2 separate regions of the Triticum aestivum genome follow, and region 2 is linked to region 1. A link is a contact called in public Hi-C data. All regions are on one chromosome and are shown on one strand. Each heading gives the region's core, a stretch centred on a gene start, on an enhancer-like site or on the middle of the called end of the contact. The rest is flanking DNA. Distances are from core to core; before and after follow the strand shown. Region 1 has its middle 270 kb from the start of LOC123054208. Region 2 holds the start of LOC123054208 (anthocyanin regulatory R-S protein).

Evidence for each region. A called contact is a pair of places that touch in the nucleus more often than the background predicts.
Region 2: a Hi-C map of leaf shows a contact between it and region 1, with 3 times the contacts expected there. The contact joins the promoter of LOC123054208 here to the enhancer-like site in region 1. A contact is called at or near these places in 2 of 5 Hi-C or Micro-C datasets (both in leaf).

The regions. Positions count from the first base shown.
Region 1 is chr2D:524,410,993-524,417,212 of IWGSC CS RefSeq v2.1, forward strand. No RefSeq gene overlaps it. Among protein-coding and RNA genes, the nearest start is that of LOC123054208, 270 kb to the right of the region's middle. Within about 2 kb of position 4,614, at least 2 of the 8 cell types and tissues checked have an H3K27ac peak or open chromatin away from gene starts, as enhancers often do. A contact at or near this core is called in leaf, where this site is marked.
Region 2 is chr2D:524,677,870-524,684,453 of IWGSC CS RefSeq v2.1, forward strand. It overlaps LOC123054208 (anthocyanin regulatory R-S protein), which reads left to right and starts at 1,647. Exons shown (of 9, transcript XM_044477926.1): 1 at 1,647-1,781; 2 at 2,134-2,304; 3 at 2,426-2,680; 4 at 2,822-2,918; 5 at 3,092-3,106; 6 at 3,195-3,251; 7 at 5,477-6,145; 8 at 6,300-6,584. The coding sequence starts at 2,156.

The sequences.
Region 1 (6,220 bases), core at 3,364-5,863:
AGGGGGGACAAATGACCTAGTTTTTAGGGTTTGTCCAAAATGGACTAGGGGTCTATATATATACGAAAAGGGGACGATTTGGATCCTCCGATCGTGATCGGGCGGTTCGAAATAAATGGGTTAGGGAGTCCAAATAAGAAAACAGAGATATTTTATAGATGTTTGGGGACGATCCGGACCCATCGGTAACGCCAGCCTGAGTCGGGTTCGGACAGCTTTCGGACACGCGTGAGGGGTTTGAGTATTGTGTAGAGAGGGTCAAACGATCGGGCAACAAAAGAATGGTCGGACTGAGAAAGGTCAACAGAGGCGATGAAGAAGCGGCAACTACGACCGGACCACGAGTTTAAGAAAACAGCGGATGCAATGCGTATGATGCGATGATGAATGCAACAAACAAATGAATACACGCGATGATAACGAAAAGCAAGGAAGGCGTCTGGAGCGTCGGTCTTGGGGCGTTACAGGCGCCCTATGGTCAGCAACATCCGGCGCCAGCGGTGAGTCCCTGGTCCCCATTTTTTGCAATGTCTGAGCTTTTCTTCCTTCCTGACGCGATACGAGAGCCGTGACTGCTCGCGGCCTAACAATTCCGTGATGGACCGAGGACGCATGTCTTGGCGCACGAGCACCCCGACTCGGACGAGGGCGAGTCCGTCGCCGAGAACGTGTGTGTGTGTGGGGGGGGGCTGAAACACAGCCGGCTGGCGCTGATGCCGACGCGGCACACCATGCGGGTAAGTTCCCCATCCAGGTCTTCTATGCGACTGGACTGACGACGACGAGGGTCTGACGGGAGGTGGCGGTGCAGCGCCGCCGCCGGGAGTAGATGTCAGCATCGACCGGCCAAGGCGATTGAAGAAGACGGCTGGGACTGGGCCGTCCCGCGAGCCGGCCTCACGGGAAAGAGTCGGTGGCGACACGGCCAACCGCGAAGCGCGTGGCGGAGGCGCAGCCGGCTCGGATCAAGGCGCCGCCAAGAAGGCGCGCCGGGCCGCCCCAGCCGTGGCACCAAGATGGGCCACCCCCAACGCCATCGGGTAAGTGTACTTGCTGGTCTCCGTTCGCCGTTTGGCTATATCTCTCTCATGTTGTCTTCACCATGCGCAGGTCAACCCTCGAGCTGGCGCTGGCGGCGACAGCGGCTGCGTCCGGGAACGAGGTCATTTTCAGGAAGACCCGGAGCAGCGCCCTCGAGCGTGGGCAAGAACCGCCCTGGGTGGACCTCGGCCTGGACCCAGCCGACATGGAGCAGCTCGCCTGGAGGGACATGGTGGCGGCCGAGGAGGACTTGGCGGCAGCCGAGAGGGCGGCGAGGGAGGCCTCGGCCTAGGCGTGGGCAAGGGCCGCCGAGGCGAGAGGGAGGACCGCTGTGGACCTTGCCTGGCCGGAGTGGGCGGAGGGCTCGGCAACGGCCACTACGATTGTGGAGTTGCAGACAGACGAGGGGCACGACCTGGAGGGGTAGGCGGAGCCGGTCGACGGTGATTCAGAAAACGTCGAGGAGATCGTCGTGGACACGCCGCCCCGGAACGACCCGACAAGTGGGAACGAGGCCTGGGGAGGAGGTCGCGGGGAGGATGCCCCTCGACCGATGTGGTGTAGGCGACGCCGGCCAGCACGCCGGGATCGATGATGGCCGTGGAGGAGCCGAAAGGAGGTAGCAGCTCCGTCGTGGTCGTGCCGCCAGAGGCCACCGTGAACATGGAGTGATCATCGGGAAGTGGCCTTGCCACCGGGTCGCAGCAACCTTGGGCGGGCGCCGGCGAAGTCGTGGTTGGGCCGTGCGCCCAGGAGGATGCAGCCACAGACGCTGTGCGCCAGAAGCTCTGGGTGCGCGAGAGCCATCTGCAGGCCTTTGTCCAAAGCAAGATGGAGTGGACGCGGGACCTGGAGCGCGCCGTTGCGTTAAAGTCTTTCCTTTGGCTTGTTTTGCGGCCGATCAGTGGGGGTGCGCCAATGCACCCCTGGGTGTAGCCCCCAAGGCCCGGGCAGGCTGCAGAGCAGCCGGGTCATGTCTTATATGCGCTTGTGCTTTCTGCTGATACTTGTTCCTCCGTAGCATGTGGATGGTATGCGGGTTGCGCGCACAACCGGCTTCTGGAGAAATACCGGACCGCCACGGCGCAGCTCGCCGCCAAGGAGGAGGCACTTCGCCAAGCCCAAGGTATGGCTCGCGTGCTTCCAGTGGGGACGCGTCAGCGCACCCACTGGGTGTAGCCCCCGAGACTCGGGCCGACTATGGAGCAGCCGGGTCGAATCTTAAGGCGTTGTTGTCTTTTTCTTCTTTCGGGCTTCTCACTTGTGGTTCCGCCGCGTAGCCGCCGTGGCCGAGATGCCGGATCTACGAACCTGGCTGGCCGAAGCCGACCAGCAGCGCGACCAAGCCACCGCTAACAACAACCAGCTTCGGGCCGAGGTGGAGCGGCCGAATGCGGAGGCCGTCAAGGCGTCGGAGGCCCACCAGGCGGAGTTGATCCAGCTGGCAGATGATCATGGGAAGGCGGCCGCCACGAAGGACGCCGAGCTGAAGGTGGCCGTCGAGAAGGGCGCCGGGTTTGAGAAGGAGCTCGAGGCCCGTAACCGCGCATGGGCCGTGCAGGAGAACGGGATGATGTGCGAAGCGCAACATCTCGACGAGCTTCTCACTCGTGAGTGTTTCTTCGATTGACCCGCCGGCTTGCGAGCTGGCAGACCCTTTGCCTTGCTAATTGACTTATTTCTTCACTTTTGCAAGGATCTTCTCCGAAGACACAGGAGACGGCGGGGAAGATGGTGCGCCTCCACCGGATCGCCCAGGAGGACGCGGGCGTCGATTTCGACCGGTTCGCCACTTGGTCCTTTACGGAGATCATCCTTGCTGCCGAGGCCCGCCTGAACGAGATCGACAAGCAGATGAAGAGGCTGTTCTCGGCCGGGTTGGGCATGACGCACGCCCTTTGCCCGGAGGCGGTGGCGCCAACAGCGTCACGTGGCTGGCTCGTTGGCTGGAGGCCGACGTGCAACGACTCCATGACTTTCTGCGGCTCGCGCGGGCACAAACTTGGCGCTGAGGTTCATCATGTCTTGGTACCCGGGCATGGACCTGGACCATCTGCCTGCTCGGGGGCCATCCTCCCGACAAGTCCGGAAACACCAAGCAAATTCCTCATCACCGCAAAGGCTCCAACCACCAATACCAGTCCTTAGATCAAAGCTTCCATGACATTCTCTGCCTCTGACTTCACCATGGAACGAAAAAGACATGTCCCATGATGGCAACAAATAGCAGAACTTCGCGCCGCTCCCTTCAGAAACCAAACGGTCGGAAAAAACATGGGCACGCATGAACGAATCCCTTCCAATCTAGCAATCTCCAGGTATGAGGCGCCCAAGGGAGTTCGCCGTCGGAGCCTTCCAGAACATGACACTCCGGCCAGATCAAGGAGGACACGCATGAAGCAGATCTTCGTCTTGGCGCGAGAGGAACCCTACGTCCGCCGCCTTTATTAGGCAGAACGACGGCCCCCACGCTATTGCCCGCTGGCTCCCAACAGCAGGCCAGAGATCTGAGCGGACACCACCATCACCACCCGCACCATGCGGAGATGAGGGGCTTAGCCGCGCCGAGTCCCCCAAACCAAGCGCCGTGCCACCCTCGCGGCCACAACGGTCGCCAAGGTCACCAAAGAAGACCGGGGCCGCTGACGCGGCGTCCATGTCCGCCACGTGCACCTCGACGTCTAGGGCCGCCGATCTGCAGCAGTCTGAGATCCCGTCGCGTGGGGATGAAAGGCCCGCGCCGCCACCCGCCGCGCCTGAGATGAAGGCCCGCCGCCGCCGTCTGCCGCGCAGGCTTAGCCCGGTGACTTCCTCAGGCGGCGGCGGGGGACGAAGGTGGAGGGGGTGGCGGCGGCGGCGGCTACAAGGTGACTATATATATATATAATCATAAGATAAGAAGAGCAAGTGCACCAGGTCTGATCAATAACCGGGTAGCAAATTCTGTCTAGTGCTATATTGACATCACCTGCAAAAAAGAAAAGAAAAGGGCGATTGACATGGATTTGAGCATATGAAGCTATGAAGGTGCATTGCCAAGGTGGTGCGAACACTGAAGCGAGGCAGCTAAAAACGAACAAATACTAAATAAACTACTAAAGCATGTGATGGAAAAAAGGCCTTGCTCAACTGTGCTTAATTAGCTGAAGCATGTTCCGGCTACAAAGACAAATTCAGTGAACCCCGCCGAGGCACAGCAGTGAATCTGAAAGGTGACGTTTCATCAGGAGGAAAAAAGATCAAGGCAGATACAGGTCGATGACGCCCCTCCTTTCCTTTCCAAGGGAAGAGTAGCCCCATGGCGTACGTCCGGCCTCCGTAGCGATCATGTGGAGCCGCGGAGGCCTAGTGCCGCAAGAGACAAAACCCACCAGGCGGCCACAAATCCACCAGCCGAAGCACGAATCGGTGAGCAGCGGATCAACTTTTAGCCGGGCCGACAGGAAATCGGAGATAAAATTCGCGCCATTGGCCCATGAATTGAAACTTGCCCTGAGGACAGACAACGACCGGATTCGCCGGGACCGCCGGATTCGCTGCGCCTGCGCCAGAGAACAAACCACTGTCCACAGCATGACGCCATGGTCGACGTGGACCGGTGCAACTCCGGTAGGCTAGGCGGAGGCGGTAGCGACGGCCGTCGCTGCGGAGGAATCAACGCAATTAATTACTGTGGCGGATCCCGCGGGGCTTCGCCGTTCCGAGGGCGCGAGGTCTCGATCTTGCCAAAAGGCCTCGCCGGCCTATCCCACCTGTCGTCGGCGATCTGCCTCCGACGACTATTCCCGCTGATGGTCACGGTAGCGGACAAAAGGCACGTACGGGAGGTTCGCTACGGCCTACGGGGCTCCGTCACCTTCACCCGTGACCAATCCAAAGCCGGGCTACGTAGCCGCTCCCGGGGTCTCTCATCGATCGATCACGTAGCTTAGCTCTCCTATCCTAGGTATCCTAGGTGGAAGGAAGGAAACCGATTTGGCTTCCGACCGCGGCTTGCATGGCTCGGTGCACTCCAAGGACGCGTTGCTGTCCACTCCAAGGACGCTCGATCCCACGCTAGCAACCCAGTAGCTCAGTAGGGCGTGTCGTATTGAAACCCTCGTATATAAGAACCTAATACGAGTAGCTCACTAGAGTGCGTCCTGAGCGCGCAGCATTGCTGCTGGTCATTGTCCCGTCTCTTTTCTTCCTGACTCAAGGTAGATAGCCATGCGTAAAAGTAAAACCAGTGGACGGCAGACACGTAGTCGGCGCCGGGCGATGCGACTGCTGCTGGCAACCAGCCGGTACACGGTCGAAACGTGTAGGCTAATGTCGGACGTCCGACTGAGGCGGCAGATGACCGCAACGTACCCGCGTGCTGTGTTTTCTTTTCTTGCCTCGTGATACTGGTGTAATTTGTCCTCGTCTGTGCCATCGATACAAGGAGATCAGTGGCGATCAGCAGGGACACGCGTTATAGCTCTAACCACCAGTTGTCTGGTTCAAATCAAGGTGTAAAAAACATGCCATACTTTGTTTTTTTGCGTGAATAACTCTCGATCTATTCATCAACGGTCAAAGGCGCGCCGAATACGTCTAGATCCGCAGACCACCTAGCGACGGCTACTAGAACTGGAGCGAGCCGAAGGCGCGCCGCCGTCTTCGTCCATCCCTCATCGGAGCTGGGCAAACCTTATTGTAGTAGACAGTCGAGAAGTCGTCGTGCTGAGATCCCATAGGACCAGCGCACCAGAATAGCATCCGCCAAGTGTAGATCGGAAGGATCCAACCTATAGACACACGGACATAGACGAACGAAGACAAGATCCACATGGACCCATCGAAGACAAAGGCCGACTGAATCTGGCGAGATCCACCGAAGATAAACCTTCACATGCCCTCTGACAATGCTAGAAACACTACCAGAACGAGGACAAGGCAGGAAGAATCTTATTCCATCTGCAGAGAGTCGCCCCCGCCTTGCCTAGCCATACTTTGTTAACCGCGTATCTCAACAGAGCCCGCTCGCTCACACTTTGCCATACGCGGATACTGTCCGCCTCCGTTACCTGTGCGTCTTCACATGCAAAGAAAATTCCACTAGACCAAATTACCACAATGTACCTCGTCGAAACTTTTTTCCACTGAATGGCTTGCCTGTCAATGCGGCGCCAACATTTTTTTTTGTTAAGGGCAA
Region 2 (6,584 bases), core at 397-2,896, 260 kb after region 1:
CTCCGCAGCCCCGGCAAGAGCCTTGCCGGGGCAACTTGCCCAACACCAACAGAGCGAGCCACCCTTGAGCCCACGGGTTCCAACCCAACCAACTACGCTGGAACCAAGGCTCGGGAGGCACCATTGTGGTGGCATGCAGATCTTTGTCAAGATCATAAACATGTGAGATCAGATGAGGACCAGAAGACGGCGACCCTCGGTGGGATCCCAGCCGAGGGAATCCACAAGACCCCTAGCAAGCGCCTTGCCAGGGATGACTGCGGCGCCACGGCAAGACCGCCCGGCAAGACCCTTGCCGAGGACATCAGCGGGGCCACTGCCAGACCCGCACCAGCCAAGACCCCATCGCCGTCCCCAAGCAGCTGCTAGCTCAACCAGCTGGGCAGGCACCTGCATGGCGACGGGCGGCCTCTACGCCAACTCAGCAAGCGCCTGCGTGGTGGCATGCAGATCTTCATGAAGGCTCCACCACCGCGCCACCTCAGCTGCCTGCCAGCCTACATGGCGCCGCATGCATCGCTGGCCTGGGCGTGTGTCGAAGCAAGGCGAGGCGGCAACGGACGGAATGGGCCTCGTTCCCATCCCCGATAAAGCTAAGGGACACCTAAGCAATGCATTAAATGTGTCTTGTCCTGTAATACGGGCGATAAGCTCGCAACACTGTAGATTTTTCCACCTCCTGTGTGCCACTGTGGCAGCCCCTTTTCGACTATAAAAGGAGGCTCATGGCATACTGGAGGGGGATTCGACTCTTTTGGGCAGGTTACACCCCGTAGCTAGCAAGAACACAAGAACACTCAATACATCCACCAAAGCAGGACTAGGGTATTCGCATCCTCGCGGCCCGAACTTGGGTAAATGATCCGTGTGCTTTCTGTTAGACCTGCTCTTCTCACGAACCCGCGCCCCGCCAACCGTAGTAGGGAATCCAGTGATCCCATAGGTGTCGTTTCCCCGACAACTGGTGATCCGCGTTGGGGCTGCCCTAAGTACATGTCTTGTATGTATGGCCACAAGGACAAGGAGCCTTATATATCAAGTGGATTATGCGTTAGCTACCTTGGTGAAAATTGAAATACACATACACACACAACTTTAAAAACATGCTTTCTTATTGCATTATGGACCTACATGTCATGCCCCAATCCCCACTAACCTCCTCGTAATTTTCACACTGCGAGCGAACGACCACACCTGTAAATCCAGTTGGTAATTTTCTTCCATAGATAGATGCATTATCCTGTTGATGCCGATGGTAGATTCCTCGGTGGGGTGCAAATTAATGGAGGTGCTGGAACACACGTACAAGACTTTCGCAGTTACACTCTAATTTACTAGATTAAGTATAGTTCTCTTGGTAGAACGTCTCTGCACTACTCCTGGTGACACTATAATTGCATCGGCAGTGATGCTCACCGTGTTTCCTCAGGCGTCGTCGAGACGTCGAATATTCAGTGCCTATTGGCCCTACAACTGACTTGCGCGCCCCGCTCACTTCACTGTCAAACGGAAACAGAGATCGGTGAGGACTGCGTGCATCTCACTCCATTTTTACTAGCAGTCAGAAAACCAAGCAAGCATGCATTGTACTACTACACTAGCTAGAAAGTGATGGGCCTAATTGTATGTTGGCGCAGTACAGTAGTGTCCGAACAGTACTTTGCTGTTGAACGTCGCAGTCACTCGTTCCACGTCTGCGCTGCAAGGACAGATCTATATTATGCCCTGGATTCTTGGTGCATTGCATATATAGCGGCTCCATCTTCCTCCCCGGACGACAGGTTGGCCTCTGAGCTTCTTGGTCTCCATAGCTCAAGTAAACCTTTAACCGCCTTTAATTTAGTTGGAAGTTTCTCCTCCACTCATGGCTAGCTACCTAGCTTAAATATCTCTTAGACTCTTACTTCCTTAGTTTGTTCTAGCTTTCGATCTAGTATGTTCTTTGTGATCTTGGTTGAGAAATCTGCCGCCAAGTTTCTTAATTTGCATCGGTGCAACAGAGCAAAGAGATTTCAGCTTGCATGGACTAAATTAGCTACTATATATACAAGAAATGAAGCTATAGCTCCATTGATTTGTTTATTTTTGCCTCCTTGCTTGCTCTAACTTCACCTCGTTTGCATGAATATGTAGCAAGGAAGGAAATTGCGTGGTAATGGCGCTGCCGGTAGTTCATCCGAGCCAGGAAGAACCCACCCTACCGCCGCCGGCCGGGAAGCAACTCAGCAACCAGCTCGCTGCCGCTGTGAGGAGCATCAACTGGAGCTACGCAATATTCTGGTCCATTTCAACCAGCCGTCCAGGGTAATAATAATTTATAGACGAAGAGTACATCCGATTGAAGCAACCACTCCAACTAGCTGCAATACTTTTCAATTTGTCAGAAGCAAGCCGTTTTCTTTCCTCTTACGATTTTGTTCCGTAGGGTTCTGACGTGGAAGGACGGGTTCTACAACGGCGAGATAAAGACGAGGAAGGTCACAAGCTCGGCGGACCTCACCGCCGACCAGCTCGTCCTGCAGAGGAGCGAGCAGCTGCGGGAGCTCTACGAGTCTCTTCTGTCCGGCCAGTGTGACCACCGGGCGAGGCGTCCCGCGGCCGCGCTGTCGCCGGAGGACCTCGGCGACGCCGAATGGTACTACACGGTCTGCATGAGCTACGCCTTCCGCCTTGGCCAAGGGTATGTACCTCCAGAACAACTCTTCTAATCCATTACCAATCCACAAGAGGAAAGAGCTAGTAACTTTTTCTTGGTAAGATATATTAGATGTGGTGCTAATTTACTGAAGAGTGAAGACTGATGTGTTTATTGTTTGGTCAGGTTGCCAGGCAGAAGCTTTGCGAGCAACGAGCATGTTTGGCTGTGCAATGCTCAGTGCGCAGACACCAAAACCTTCCAGCGCGCGCTCTTAGCAAAGGTACCTACTACGGTTAATCGAGCTGTTAGCTCACTCTCTAATACGGGGTACTATCTGATTAATCTGCACCCGATCTATATATGTACTCCTATATATCTTTGCCTATTGTTAACTAATTAATATCATGATGTCTACTATGTATGCGCCCATGCTACCTCTGCCGGTTCACCCAGACGGCGTCTATCCAGGTTAGCGCACGTCATGCACCTTATCACCTGTGCTTACCGTGCAGGTTTCTGACCCCGACTGCACGTGTCTTTGGTAACATTTTTTCAGACAGTCGCCTGCATTCCATTGATGAGTGGTGTGCTTGAGCTCGGGACAACAAATACCGTGAGTTTTTGTCCCATCAACCACATGATGTTCTCCTTTTAACATATTTCCATAATCTACTTGTACAAACTGTGTGTGGTTCTCTCCTCTAGGCACGAGCTAAGACAAACAAACTACCCCAAAAAACTGGAAAGTGAACCCGGCCGTACTACATAGAGTCTCTTTGTTTAAAAATGCAAAGGGTGTGACTAGCTCCCAGTCAAGTAACATAACATAGTACAAGAAAGAAAAAGGAAAAAAAATAAAAAGAAAAATTTACACATATCTCTATAAGATCTCACGAATATAGAATCGACTGAGACATACAAGTCTTAGTCGACTGAGATTTAGTAAGATTGAAATGCAAAATGTGTTAGATATATGTATCTATATATTTTCTTTGCATGCTACTCCCTCTGTAAACTATTATAAGAGTGTTTAGATCACTATTTTAATGATTTAAACACTCTTATATTAATTTACAGAGGGAGTACATCTTTCCATATATGGCTAGACAATAAGGACAAATACTCACATGCATGCGTAGATCTAGTATTTCCAGATCCAGACATCTGTCTTTTGTGTAGCTCACATGCATGCTACAATATCTCTTTTAATCAAACGTTACACATATGTACAAGAGATCTATATTTACGTGTAGATTTATGTTCATGATTCTTTTGAAACATGTAAGTGTTATTTTGTTTTTTTCAAAGTTTCAGGGCTGAGTAGAGCCTTGAGCTCTAAATGATGCACTTAAGTCTGTTGCACAAGTTTGCACCCCCCCCCCCCCACCCACACACACACACACACACACACACACACACACACACACACACACACGCAACTATCTCTTTTGATGCCTCCGCTAAACTCTCCTAGGGTGGTTCAAATTGCACAAACCTATCGGCCACCACCACCCTCCTAGTCCGTCACTCCTCTTGTTGCTGTCAGCAAGACTCCATTTTCTTATGGTGAGGAACACAAAGGGCGAAATCATACACCACTCCAGTGGTCACTTGGCTAGGTCTTGTAACATAGGAGGCATGCGGCGATCGATGGTGTCGTACCTCTGACTCGCCCATCTCGCCTTTGGCACTCTATTATTCCTCGGGGACAGAAGGGGTGGCGTAGCCTGGTTGTTCCTCTTAGAGAAAAGGCTTGAGGCGACATACCTGGTTGTTCATCCCGATATCGTGGTGCTTGGTTTCTAGCGTCACATCATTTTGGGTCCTAGTGTAATGGTTTTGCCCACGTGCTTCGGCATATTTGTTTGTGGCATGCTTTTTGATAGGTGTGGTAGGATGACTTTAATTTTTTGGCGACTTCTTTCCTTATCAAGTGCGACTTGGATCGGGTGTTCTCGCACGACGATGTCACCATGGAAACATGTGGCTTGACCAACGGACTTGGAAAACTTTAAAGTCTTTCATGGGTATAACGCTTTCACCATTGCATTTCGATATGTGAGCTCCCAAGTTGTCCATGGTAAGATGACACTTCTTCTCTTAAGTGCATGTGGCTCCACTGACGACGTTCGCTTGAGAATGGCAATGTTGGCTTGGCAAGTGGGACGGTAAAACAAACAACCTCAGGCCTGGCCTTTCTGCAATTTAGTTGAACCTGATGTAGTTGGGAAGTTCTCTGTTTTAGTCTTTATTGGTAGGATTTAGCAATGGTGGTGCATCCACATTGTTCCGTTTTTCTCGACAAAGGATGCATACACATCGTCCCTTACAGGGGCAAATCTCATGTGCAACAATTAGGTTGAGTTAAACCCATTAGTTATTTCACAATGTGATCGCGGGCTGGGGCGGAGGCAATGCGGGTAGAAGAAGGGGTCTGTGGGGAAGATAAACAGTGTCCTCGGGCCCGGGGAAGGCAGCCGTTGGACGGTTCAAATATAATTGATTGAAACTGTTTTTTTCACTCGTGTTGACTGGCTGTCCCTTAGTTTTTGCCGGTAACTTTGGAATATACTATACATTTTTTGTTTATCATCACAATATGTTGTAAGATGAACCAAATGCTCCTATTTCTAGCTTCGCCATGAGCCCCATGAGTCATTGTTTTCGTCTCCTCGAAACGCATTAATAAAGCCGAATATATAAGAATGTACCATTTGCTGCGAGACCCTCATCAAGTCATGACCAAACCAATCCACGAGTTTTTCCGGTTCTTCACCAAATGAAATGCTAGCGATTAATTCTGTTGAATAAGCAAGGTGATTTCAATCGATTTGCTAGGTTTTGGAGGACATGGACATGGTGAACCGGATCGGCACATCTTTCTGGGACTTGAAGTTCCCAACATGCTCGAAGTCGGAGGAGCCGAACTCCAGCCCATCAGCAGACGATACTGGGGACGCTGACATGGTGTTCGAAGACCTCAACCATAACACCATGGCCACGATGATGCCCGGGGAACTCGAGCTAGGGGAGGTCGAGTGCCTATCCGACGGTAGCCTCGAGCAGATCACGAAGGAGATCAACGGGTTCTACGGCCTCTGCGATGAGCTGGACGTGGGGGCTCTTGAGGAAAATTGGATCATGGGTGGGTCTTTCGAGGTCATGTCTTCGCCGGAAGCGCTGCCGGCGCCTGCCGCCACCGACGGGATCACTGATGGTGCTGTCACTTTTAGCTCTGTTGAACCCTCTCGCTCATCATGCTTTACGGCATGGAAGAGATCGTTGGACTCAACAAAAGACGTGGCTGCGTCCGTCGCCGGGGAGTCGCAGAAGTTGCTGAAGAAAGTTTTGGCTGGTGGCGCATGGGCAAATAATGGTGGCGACGGTACTGCGAGAGCTCAGGAAAGCACCAACACAAAAAACCATGTCATTTCGGAGAGGAGGCGGCGAGAGAAGCTCAACGAGATGTTTCTGATTCTCAAGTCATTGGTCCCGTCCATTCACAAGGTAACACGTGCACACCACCAAAAAATACTCCCTCTATAAAGAAATATAAGACCATTTAGATCACTACGTTTTTCTTTACGAAGGGAGTAGAAAAAAGAAGTTCTAGACAGGTGTGTTTCATACCTTTATCTTTCTTTATGAATTGTGATTGCAGGTGGACAAGGCATCCATCCTAGCTGAAACGATAGCCTACCTCAGAGAGCTGGAGCAGAAGGTGGAGGAGCTAGAATCCAACAGGGTGGCCGGAACAGCCGTCCGAAAACTCCATGACGTCAGTGGGAAGAAGGTGTTAGCTGGTTCCAAGAGAAAGGCGTCGGAGCTCGGCGGGGACGACACGGAGAGGGTGCTCCCCAAGGACGACGGCCCGAGCAACATCGTCAACGTCACCGTGACGGACAAAGAGGTGCTCCTGGAGGTGCAATGCCGGTGGAAGGAGCTG